2 separate regions of the Gossypium hirsutum genome follow, and region 2 is linked to region 1. The links are chromatin contacts, called in public Hi-C maps. All regions are on one chromosome and are shown on one strand. Each heading gives the region's core, a stretch centred on a gene start, on an enhancer-like site or on the middle of the called end of the contact. The rest is flanking DNA. Distances are from core to core; before and after follow the strand shown. Region 1 holds the start of LOC107887240 (mitochondrial outer membrane protein porin of 36 kDa). Region 2 holds the start of LOC121202954 (protein NRT1/ PTR FAMILY 4.6).

The links. A called contact is a pair of places that touch in the nucleus more often than the background predicts.
Region 2: a Hi-C map of leaf shows a contact between it and region 1, with 2.1 times the contacts expected there. The contact joins the promoter of LOC121202954 here to the promoter of LOC107887240 in region 1. A contact is called at or near these places in 3 of 34 Hi-C or Micro-C datasets (all in leaf).

The regions. Positions count from the first base shown.
Region 1 is chrA03:64,268,256-64,274,130 of Gossypium_hirsutum_v2.1, forward strand. LOC107887240 (mitochondrial outer membrane protein porin of 36 kDa) reads left to right here and starts at 1,482. Exons shown (of 7, transcript XM_041093681.1): 1 at 1,482-1,691; 2 at 1,771-1,838; 3 at 2,115-2,225; 4 at 2,415-2,501; 5 at 2,675-2,883; 6 at 3,052-3,364; 7 at 3,660-3,999. The coding sequence starts at 1,643. The coding sequence ends at 3,358.
Region 2 is chrA03:64,557,866-64,563,398 of Gossypium_hirsutum_v2.1, forward strand. LOC121202954 (protein NRT1/ PTR FAMILY 4.6) reads right to left here and starts at 3,904. Exons shown (of 5, transcript XM_041098009.1): 1 at 3,756-3,904; 2 at 3,480-3,585; 3 at 3,137-3,354; 4 at 1,361-1,801; 5 at 1-1,262. The coding sequence starts at 3,758. The coding sequence ends at 315.

The DNA of each region.
Region 1 (5,875 bases), core at 232-2,731:
ATATCAAATAAATGAAGTTTATTAAGGTTTAAAAAACCTTATTTTAAAATAATAATAAAAAGTGTAGTTCTATAAGAATTTTACTTTCATTTTATTTTACCACTGTATTTTATTTAAATAAGGATTCGGATCACTTAATTCTAACATTACTCAACTATGCCCACGTTTCTAGTTTTGTCATCCAACTTTCAAATTTTCAATTTAGGCACTAACATTTGAATTTGTTCCTGTTTTGGTCACCCGCTTGATTCTAAATAATTCAATAAACTTAACTATTCACTTTTACAAATTCTATCAATTTGATCTTTAAACTTTCTAATCAAAGCTTTCAACTTTTAAAATAGAGGCAATCCACATCTATAAATTTGTAAAACCCAAAAAGAAAAAAAGAAAAACTTCTCTCAACTAATGAGCCATTTTCTGAGCCAATTTTAGATACCAATTGGTTTATCTTGAACATTTCTCTCCCTTTCTCTTTATTTTCATTAGTTTTCTTCTAAATATAGTATTGTATAGCGCTTTTATTGATAAAAATTTGACTAAAGAAAATGGAAAAAAAGGTTAAAAAGAACACTTTAGATTTACTCTTATTGTTAACAATATGACATTTTTTTCAAAGTACATAGAAATAGTCCTCGAAGTAGGTTCTGGAAATTGAAAATTAAATTCAGAGCTAAAAAATATGGCTTTGAAAAATCCAATTGTTAAATCAATAATTATATCATAAGAAAAAAATGAAAGAATTAGTTGAATATCCTTTTGTTCATTAATTTTTTAAAATTTTATAAATTGATTAAAAGATTATCATGTAACTATTTATTTTTAATTTTTAAATCCACAATAAGTAGTATATATTAATAATCTAATTTAGTGTTAAATTATTTATCAAATTAATTAAAAACTAAAATTATTCTAGTAGAGTGAAAATTTATTTCTTACAAATATTAAATTATTATATAATTTTATTATATAATATATTTTTAAATTTTTTATTTTCTATTATTTTAATAGTGTTTAGTTCATTTTGAACACTAACTTCTTAAAAATATAAACAAAAAGGGTTATGTACATTAATTGGATAATTTCAACCTAAATAAAACAATTAATAGATGTGGATTGCCTTTGCTTTGAAAGCTAGAAGCTTTGGTTAGAAAGTTTAAGGATCAATTTGATAGAATTTGTAAATATGAAAGGTTAAATTTATTTAATTATTTAAAATTAGGATCAAATTAATAGAATATGTAAGTATTGAGGACTAAATGTGTTATTATAACAGTTAAAAATTAACATGGGAGCAACTAAAAATAATTCAAATGTTAGTGCCTAAATTGAAAATTTTTAAAATTAAGTGACTAAAATAAGAATGTGGGTATAATTAGATGACCATTTGTGTAGTTTATCCTAATAATAATAGACTTCTACTTAAAAACGTGATCAGGCGACGAATTGCCCAATGTGCCCATTCCTGATATCAGCGGCCAAGGCTTTCTCACTTCATGATCAACGGTCCATAAAACTCCTTTTATTTTCAAATTAAACGGTTTTTCAATTATTATTATTATTATTATTCTTTTCCATCCCTGTCTTTCGCAACCAGCCTTCGTTTCTCACTTTCCTCTCCATTTTCTCGGCGAAATCAAGCATGGGGAAAGGACCTGGTCTCTACTCCGATATCGGAAAAAAGCCTAGAGGTGAAGTTTTTTTCTCCTTTTATAGTTTATTTTTCATTTCAGCTTCCTTTGTTCATTTTTGTTTTTGTTTTAATTTCAGATATTCTTTACAAGGATTACCAGGCCGACCACAAGTTCACTGTCACTACTTATACCTCCAATGGAGTCGTGAGTTTTTCTTTTAATTTTATTTTTAAATATTCCAGATGATATGGTGAAACATCTGCTCTCTTCAGTTCCGATTGTTTTAATTTATTTTCTTTGTCATAAACGAATTCGTAATTCATATTTTAGCAAAGCCTATTAATTTGTATATGAATTTTTTTCTCTTATTTGTATATAATTTTTTCCAATACGCTCGCATGAATATCTGATCTTATGAATTTATGATTGATCTAGAGATTTATGATTTTGGCTCATTTTTTCCCTTTTCAATTATGTCAGGCAATCACATCAACTGGGATTAAGAAAGGTGAACTGCTTTTGGCTGATGTAAGTACTGAGCTGAAGAACAATAACATCACAACCAATGTCAAAGTTGACACTAAGTCTAATGTAAGTTGTAGAACAATTAGATAAGTCTTCGAATTTTAAAGGTCGTGTTCATATAATCATTGCATGCTATCTCATTACGATGAATACAAAGGTAAGCAATGTTTTGGTCTTGTACTGTTTTTACTCATTGTCCGGGTGAATTCAGTCTTGGCTTAAGTATTATCTCATTCTGTTTTTTTTTTTCAATAGCTTTTTGCCACTGTTACTGTTGATGAACCTGCACCTGGATTGAAGACAATCTTTAGTTTTATTGTCCCTGATCAAAGGTCTGGCAAGGTAATAGACTTCCTTACTCATGCCATTAACTTCCTTTTTTTTTTTTTAATAATGCCAACATTTTCTACATCCTGGTTTAGGTAGCTAGCTGTAGCTATGTTTGTCATTTACTTCTGTAAACTTATAGGTTTCATCATGTGGTCATGACATGGTCTTTGTCATTATTGTGACAGGTGGAACTGCAATACCAGCATGAATATGCCGGCATAAGCACTAGCATTGGTTTGAATGCTAATCCCCTTGTTAACTTCTCTGGGGTGGTTGGAAACAATTGTGTCTCAGTGGGGACTGATCTCTCATTTGACACCGCCAGTGGAAACTTTACCAAATTGAATGCTGGGCTGAATTTCACCCATTCTGACCTCATTGCTTCCCTAACATTGTATGTAGTTCCTCGGCGGAGTTGGCTTTAACTTTTAGTTTACTTATTCACATATCCATATTTTCATATGGAACTTCCAGTAAACTGGTTTTTTCTTTCTGTAGCTTGTGCATGTATTCTGTTATTGTGCTTGTGGTTTTGATGAGGTTAATTTGTCGATAACCACAGAAATGATAAAGGTGACACTCTTAATGCTTCCTACTACCACATTGTTAGCCCATTGACGAACACAGCGGTTGGTGCGGAGCTGACCCATAGCTTTTCAAGTAATGAGAACACTCTCACAATCGGTACACAGCATGCTCTTGACCCGTTGACCACAGTGAGGACTCGACTGAACAACTACGGCAGAGCAAGTGCTCTTATCCAGCATGAGTGGCGCCCAAAATCCCTCTTCACTATCTCTGGAGAGGTGGACACCAGAGCAATTGAAAAGAGTGCTAAAGTCGGGCTGGCGTTGGCACTCAAGCCGTAGGGAAAGGTAATATCATTGTTTGAATGAAGGGAGGCCTTTACTTTTGATTGTTGAAACCGGAAGTCTGGAAGACTCGGGAGAGTAATAATGTTCTTTGACGGATTTTTCATGATCTTGGATTGAAAAAATAATTGTGATTGGCGAACTGAAATTGGCAATTTGTTATGTTAAATTTGCTAGGGCGTACAGTGTTTTTTTTTTTTTTGGTTTAAAAAAACGAGGCTGTAGCCTATTCATCTGTGAAATGCAAATGTTGCTTACATGCTATTACTTAAGTTGTTTCAGTCATTAAACTTGGCAGGCAGAGGATGAGGAAATTATAATATCTTAAGAAAGAGGATCCAATAGGAAAAGGAAGGGGCCTTTCCAGTCGTGGCTTAATCAAGGAGTAGCAATGCAAGAGCCTGATCACTTTGTTAGTGTAATAGTATAATGTAAATTAGTAGCATACGGAATGGAATTATGTGCTTTTGCTTCAGCCCTCGAGGACCTGGAATTTGGGAGAACTACCTAATATTATTAGTGGAGTCCATTCCTCGTCCCAATTAAACAAAATATAGTGCTGTTGCTAACGGATGCCAATTGATTTAGTTTAAGAATAGTGCAAATGTGGTAAAACCACCATGGAGTTAGAAGCTAAATTGCCTTTTTATTTTTATCCTTTCTACTCATAAAATAGATAAATTAGTTTATGTACGTTAGATTAAAGAGTAAATTAATTTTTTTGTTAAAAAGTTTATCAAATTGTACTGTTAAAAGTTAGCGTTATTGATGGTATAATCGGCCAATGATGTGACATGCAATGTGTATTTTATGTTGATGTATAAAAATTAATTTTTATAGTAGCAATGGAAGGAACTTTTAACAAAAGAAATAATTTACTCTTTGATCTAATATATATGAATAAATTGACCTATTTTTTAAGTATAAGGAGTATATATAATCCAACTTCTAGTACAAAGGCTTTCATGGTACTTTTATTCTTGAAATGTATTTTAGCAAAGATACAATGTTACAAGCTTAAAAGAGAGGGGCGAGAAAGGGATAATAGATGGAATTGAGAAGAAGGTTGAACATGACGATGGGATACTTTAATTTATCTAGCTCCTCCTTCAATATGTAGTCTTGGCATTATAATTGGATTGAATTACATTCAAGGTTATTATACTATTAATAAGTTTATATTTTAATTAATTACTTCAAAATAAAATAGTAATTGAATTATTCGAAAATTATCATTTAAATCGCTGGGTTATTAAAACCAATATTTTATAGCCTTATCTATTTGCACTACTTGCACCAATTGAAAACTTTTATTCCTCCTCTTTTACAATTTAGTTTTTTCTATGAAACAACATTATTCGTCACAAATCTACAAATTAAAATCCAAACAACTTTCTTTTCCAATCTCTAAAACTGACATTTAGATCAACTTGACCTAAATGTATGTTCTTTTACTGGTTGATGGGTACTAATTTATTGTACTGATTATCAAATCATTGCTTAGAACTTGCTAGCCAAATGTTTTTATAAAAAAAAAATCTTAACAACCTAGTGACTTAAATAAAGATATTTGAATAATTCAATGACTTAAATGAAAATTTTTAAATAATTCAACGACTATTTTGTAACTTTTTAATGTTAAGTGACCAAAACATAAATTTACTAGTAGTTTAGTGGCTTAAGTATTGTTTACCCATCTATAGGTGGAAAGTTACAATTATTCAGTTTTAATTTTAGGGAGAATTACTTATTTAACATTTCAACTTTGTAAAAAAAAATTGTGTTTATCATTTAACCTTTTATTTTTTTCAACTTTTTTAACCTTTAAAATAATTGTGTTTATCATTTTAACTCAAAATGGATGGAAAAATTTAACCTACTGCTAAATATAGATGGAAAATTTCAACCTATTGCTAAATATCTAATGTGGCACCAAGCATAAATCATAATAGAATGACATGACATTGTAGGCGTGAAAAAAATTGAGGTTTAGGGAAAGAAGACCCAAAATATGAAAACCTAATAAAATTAAAGAAAAAAAATTCAGCTAAATCTATATAGCAGTCGGGGGTTAACAAAAAAAAGAATCTCTTCACCTTGAATTGAATCAAGTAGATAATTTGAGAATTGATGACATCAAGCCACTTCAATCTTCAATCACTAGCTTTTCGAATTCATCGCTGAAAGCTTTGATGACACAAGTAATCTTTGGTGATTTCTCAACAATAGTTAATGAATACCAAGTAAGTTCAGATAACTTAAAGTAAACTCGTAACCTGTCTAATTATATGATTTGCGAATGAATGATGATTTCATTTATTAATGGCATAAAATCTTATGAAATGCATTATTGATATTCATATGTTGAAAAATTGTCTCGGTTGAGGTTAAAAAGGGAATTCGATGGATAAACCATGAATGACATGTGAATTGAGATCCTGCATGTGTTGCAGTAAGGATTTAACTTGGACGAGTAATCCGTTAATCTCAATTATGAAAAGGACCTTGCCGGAC
Region 2 (5,533 bases), core at 2,654-5,153, 290 kb after region 1:
TTGATAAAATATCATGGTATTTATACAAGTAACTGGAAAGGAAAAACTAAAGAAATAAAGAGAGAATATTTACATATCAGTCAAAGAGATAAAAAGAGTAGAAAATAATTAAAGAGATAAAGATTAAAAAAAAAAGAGGGTCTTCTCATAGCTTTTTATGTCCTTTCAAAATGGATAGTATGGGGCTGAAGTTTGCATTAGTCTGAGTTCTATCTCTGCATGGCCCAAGCTGGCATTTTAACTTGATCGATCCATTTACTTGACCAAGGACTTGCTCCTTCGTAGTAAGAAATCAGAAGTTGGCCATGCTTGTTTTACTTGCTACTGCCTGCTGATCTGTATTTATAGCGCATGGCCCAGAGAAGGTAATGCATGAAATTCAAAGCGCTAAGCACACACATAAGCCAGTAGAATCTCTCCAGATGATATCCGTTTATTGTATGCCCTGACAGCCACGGCTTGTGCCCTGAGTTCTCACTCACATTGTTCACTATTGATACAATTACCGAGCTTAAATAATACCCCATTGCCAAGGAAGTCCAAGAAAGAGATGTAGCCAAGGATCTCATGCTTGAGGGCGCCTCGGTGAAGAAAAATTCTAGTAACCCCGCCAAGGTGAAAAGATCAGCTGACCCCAGGAACAAGTACTGTAAAGCAATCCACAAAAATGTAATGGGTAATGGATTGGTTGAGTCAAGTAGGCCAGAGTAAGTTGCTACTCTTTTTCGTTTAATTTCGACAAGAGCTGCCACTGCCATGGCTACCATGGAAAGAAATAAACCAATCCCAATTCGTTGCAAATGAGTGATGCCCATCTCAGTTTTAGTTACTCTCCGAGCAAATGGGATAATGAAGTGATCGTAAAGCGGGGCTAGGATCATGATGAAGACCACGGGAAAGACTGGTAGGGAAGCTGGAGGAATTTTCAATGAGCCAAGCTTAGTGTTCATGGTTGCTGCCTGCTCAACTGAAAAAGTTGAGAGCTGAGCTAGGCAGCAATTGAGAACAATGGTGCAAGCAAATATGGGAAAGATTTTAAGCACGATCTTGACTTCCTCTACTTGCTGCACTGAGCATTCAAGTGCTGGGTAAGCTGGCTTGTTCACCGCTGCTCTGTTTAGGACTTTGAGGCTTTCAGTTGGGATTTGGTGGTCTCCTTCCTTGCTGGTTTCAGTTCGATAAGAAGGGCTCGTTGTCAGGTTCGCAATGGCATTTTTTTGATTTTTGCTCATGCAACTGTTCAGCATAGCAGCAATCAAGACCTGTTCAAGTAAAGCAAAAGTAAAGCAAAAAACAAAACTTATTTCTTCATTACAGGAATGGCATCAAGGTGGGGTCTGATAATTGAAGTAGCTTTTACCTTGCCAATGGTTGTAAGAGGGCTGCCAAAGGGTATTTTGTTCCTGTAAACAGCCGAACCAGCAAGGAAGATTGCGATTGACAACAATACTGCAATTGTAGAGATGGAAAAACCCCACTTCCATCCCATATTATCTTCAACCCACACAACAAATGTGACGGCTATGAGTGCACCGAATGAGAGACAGAATACAAAGTAGTTGAAGAAGGTGGATCTTTGCTTCCTTCCCTGTGGGGTGTTGGCATCAAACTGCTCAGCGCCATGTGTTGGTAAGGAACCCTTTATCCCTCCAACACCAAGCGCCACAAGATAGAGGCCAGTGAACAGCATTACTGCTTTCCCGCCTCCAACTTCATGGCATGGAATGGAGGTGGTTGATGGACTACATTCTCGTGGCTTTAGGGAAGCAGTCCGAGCTTGCATTGCAAGAATGACCGACCCCTGTTTCAAGGACCACAATTGGTTAGGCATGCCTGCTCAATTAGCAAGTGTGTAGACTTTAGAAGTCCCCCAGCAATTAATTTGAATAACTTTGATTCATAATAAGCATTCCTTTCTCTTTCCTTTGTATCTCTTTTAAGGCATTCATGGGAAGAAATGAAGCTTGCATTCAATTCCTTATACAGCTAGGTAAACTCGGTTTCATGCAGTTTTCAAACATAAGAAAGACTTTCAAGTCCGAAATCCATACATACACAGCATCCAAGGTTGTATAATAGATAGGGAAGAGGAGATGAGTACGCCTGGATCAAACTGATTCGTCAGTTCCCTATATGATTGATTTCCACATACTAAACCGAAAAGCCGATAGCATTAAGGTCCAACTTCTTGGGCCGTTCAATTTGGTTTTTCCGTTATGTGGCGTTAGCCACACAAGGATTGCACTGCGAAGATTTCAATGATATGTCGCTGTAAAGAAACCGGGTTGTTGACGACATGGCTTTGTTATATTGAATTGTGCAGGGTGAGCATGATTCTCAGTTAAATAGACTTTCAAGTTTCGCTTGGGCTCTATCAATGGCCGCCCACGTGGTTCATGAACCTGCCTAAAATGAAATGAGCAACCTTTGCTTCATTTCCCTTTTTCATTCGAAGAAAGCTACGCACCCATTATTAAATGGATTTGGTTTTCCCAGGATTTTCTTCGGATTCGTCTCTTTCTCCAGCCACATACTGTACAGTGATTGGTGGATGAGAGTTGAAAATTACCGTGTATTAGACGTACGACATAGGGTAGGAGCTCCAGCGACTGTTTGACACTCATGCGGTATGTGTAGAGCTAAAGCTCTCTTATCGTTAAACTAAAATCCCAAGGCGTCGGCTTTGTAAGGATAAGTCCCATGACTAATACCCCAACATTGGCCTACTCCAGGACCCACTCGCCCCACTTCCCAATTTATGGATAAGAAAAAAAGGAATTTCTTTAATGGAATACGAGGCATTTGAAAGCATAGCTAACATAACCGATTGTTGTTGGAAGTTCCAATATGTGATGGAAGGTTGAATTGAAACAGACCCTGTTTTATTATCTCAGAATTAGTTTACTTTTGGGATCCGAAAGAAAGTGGACAAATATACTGACATTTTTTACTAAGGCCACGTTAGTTGTTGTATCTAGGCGGACTGGGTTTTTTTGTTTATACCGAACTCGCAGGGAGGGAACACTATCAGATTTTTGCCCGTGTCTTTTATTTATGACAACCACAATGCGGATGAAGTGCAATAATGAAACAATACATAGAGAGTTCTAAAGATAAGTGTGTGAAAATGGAGTACCAGGAATTGGATGAGTGCGCTTATGAGGTAGATGTGAAAAGTAGTGAAGAAAGTGTCGGATAAGAAGCCCCCAAGCAGAGCCAGAAGGAAGGCTGTCCCCATGAAATTGGTGACATCGTTTGCCGATTTTGATGGAGGTAAGTGCATGTGCTTTGACAGATACAGCACCAGGTTGCTACTATTTGCCAAGTAGGCCAGGTTCTCCAGCACTTCCACAACTACGTACAGCCAAAATTTATCATTAAACTAAGCGATGGAACCAACCTATAAAATAAGCCTACAGCGGAAGCTCACCCTTGATTTGTGTCAAAAGCAACAAAAAGGAATAGATCAGGTAACTAACCCAAGACAAAGGAGGCAGCCACCATGCCACCATGTTGGCCCCTTAAAGCAGGTCTGCCCCTCCAATCCACATACCCTTCCCATCTATTATCCTGGTATCCTCCTTCCTGTACAATAAAAGGCGAGTTAGTAATAGTATCTAGGAAAGCAACATAGGTTTGTTGTCTGTTGTTTGTACTTTGAATGAAGCAACGAGAGGACGAATAATGAGTGAGATGACAACATAAAAAGAGCAGCAAAATAAAAAAATTAAAAGGGCGGGGGGGGGGGAACCCACCATTGTTTTTTCTCTCTCCTATTCTCAACTTGGGTAATTATGTTGGTATTTGATCTCGAGTGTGAGTAGAAAAGCATGGTGAGAGTGGTGGGGGTATTTAAAGAGAGGGGAAGGGAAGAGCATTTGATGGTTTCATTTCAACTTGGAGGAGAGAATGGTCTTCACACTTCACATAAGTTACTTTTTGACTCATCATCCTTGGAACCTTTTGTTTTATACTAAGAATTCTTTCATTTTATTATTTTATTTGAAAATTATCATATTAACGAACAGTTTATTTTTTGTAATAGCAAAGTTTCTTTTTATTAAAGATTGCTAACTTATAGTATTAAAGATTGCTAACTTATAGTAAAAATGCTTCAGAGGAGGAAGATTAGGAGAGAAATATATCAAATTCTCCCCACCCATTATTAAAGGAACCCAAAAAAACAAAAAGTACCTTTCTCTTTCTTTGACCATCGAAAGCCAAAACCTTCGTCGCGGATGCCTAATGATAGTATTTGTTTTTGTCTTTTCTTCCAACAAAATATGAATTCAGTTAGCAAATAGAAACAACAAAGCAGTACACGCCTTGAGGAGTAGAACAAAACCAGCAAGAAGCAACACACAGTGAGCAGCTGATCGATAAAGGCCCCCTTAGGAGGTGTGGCGCCAAACGTTGACAAAAACCACTGTCTTCATGTTCAACCACAAGTGGTTAAGTGGTTTAAGAATCTCCCAGGGGCGCCAAGGTTGATATCGAGTATTGGTGTACCGAGAAGCAGCCACTATAGAATCGGATTCCACCACTACAGAATCAGAACAACAATATAAAACTTATCTTTAATCTTGTTCCATTTTTCACTTGACATTTTGATTATCTTCCATATCTTTCTCCTTCCAGTACTGTTATAATAAAATTTTCTGATTTATATATAATTATAAGAAAGAATATATTCTTTAGTCCGTGTACACTCAGGAATTTAGCAAGTGGATGACGATGACATGGATATATATATATACACATACGGCAGCTTTATGAAAATGTCTTTTGTGGCCGTGTGATTATCATGAATACTGTTTCCCCAAACCCAAAATCCAATGTTTACACAAATGAATGGAATCCCCAGTTAACAAATTGAAAACAGTGGTTAAAAGAAGCAAAGGGTAGTGATAAGATCACTTCGGCTGGACGATTGCTAATTGCTTGACATGATAGAATCTAATAGCCATACAATGGAGGATTATTATATTAATGGCTCCCAATCTCCTACCGACAAGCTTATGTGCAATAATGCTTGAAGATATGAAAAGATGATAGAAATTGGATCTGCGGTCTCATGAGTAAAAAATACTACTACATATCCATTTTCTTGTTAGGCTTATTTCAAATATTACCCTCTAAATTATACCCATTTTTTGGTACTTCAATTTTTTTTAAGTCAGTTTGAGTACCTTACCCATTTAATTCTAGATATTAATGCCATTTGTAAAAAAAATCACCATGCAGCATTTTCTTTTTGAAATTTTACAGGAAAATTAAGACAAACAGGGAGAGAAATAAAAAATGTTTTTATTACAACAATAAAGTTAATTAAAAAGAACTAACTTATCAATTATTATCGAATTTAAAATGTCGACTCTCTCTAAAAACTTGATTTCCACGGCGTGGTTGTTGGTAGACAGCGCGGAGGAGAGTGACGACTACCTGAGGCTGAGGACTGATTGAGGGAAGCAATACAGGAGCTACAGAGGCATCATAGGATGGTAGCGAGTGGCGACGACACCTTGTTGCACGA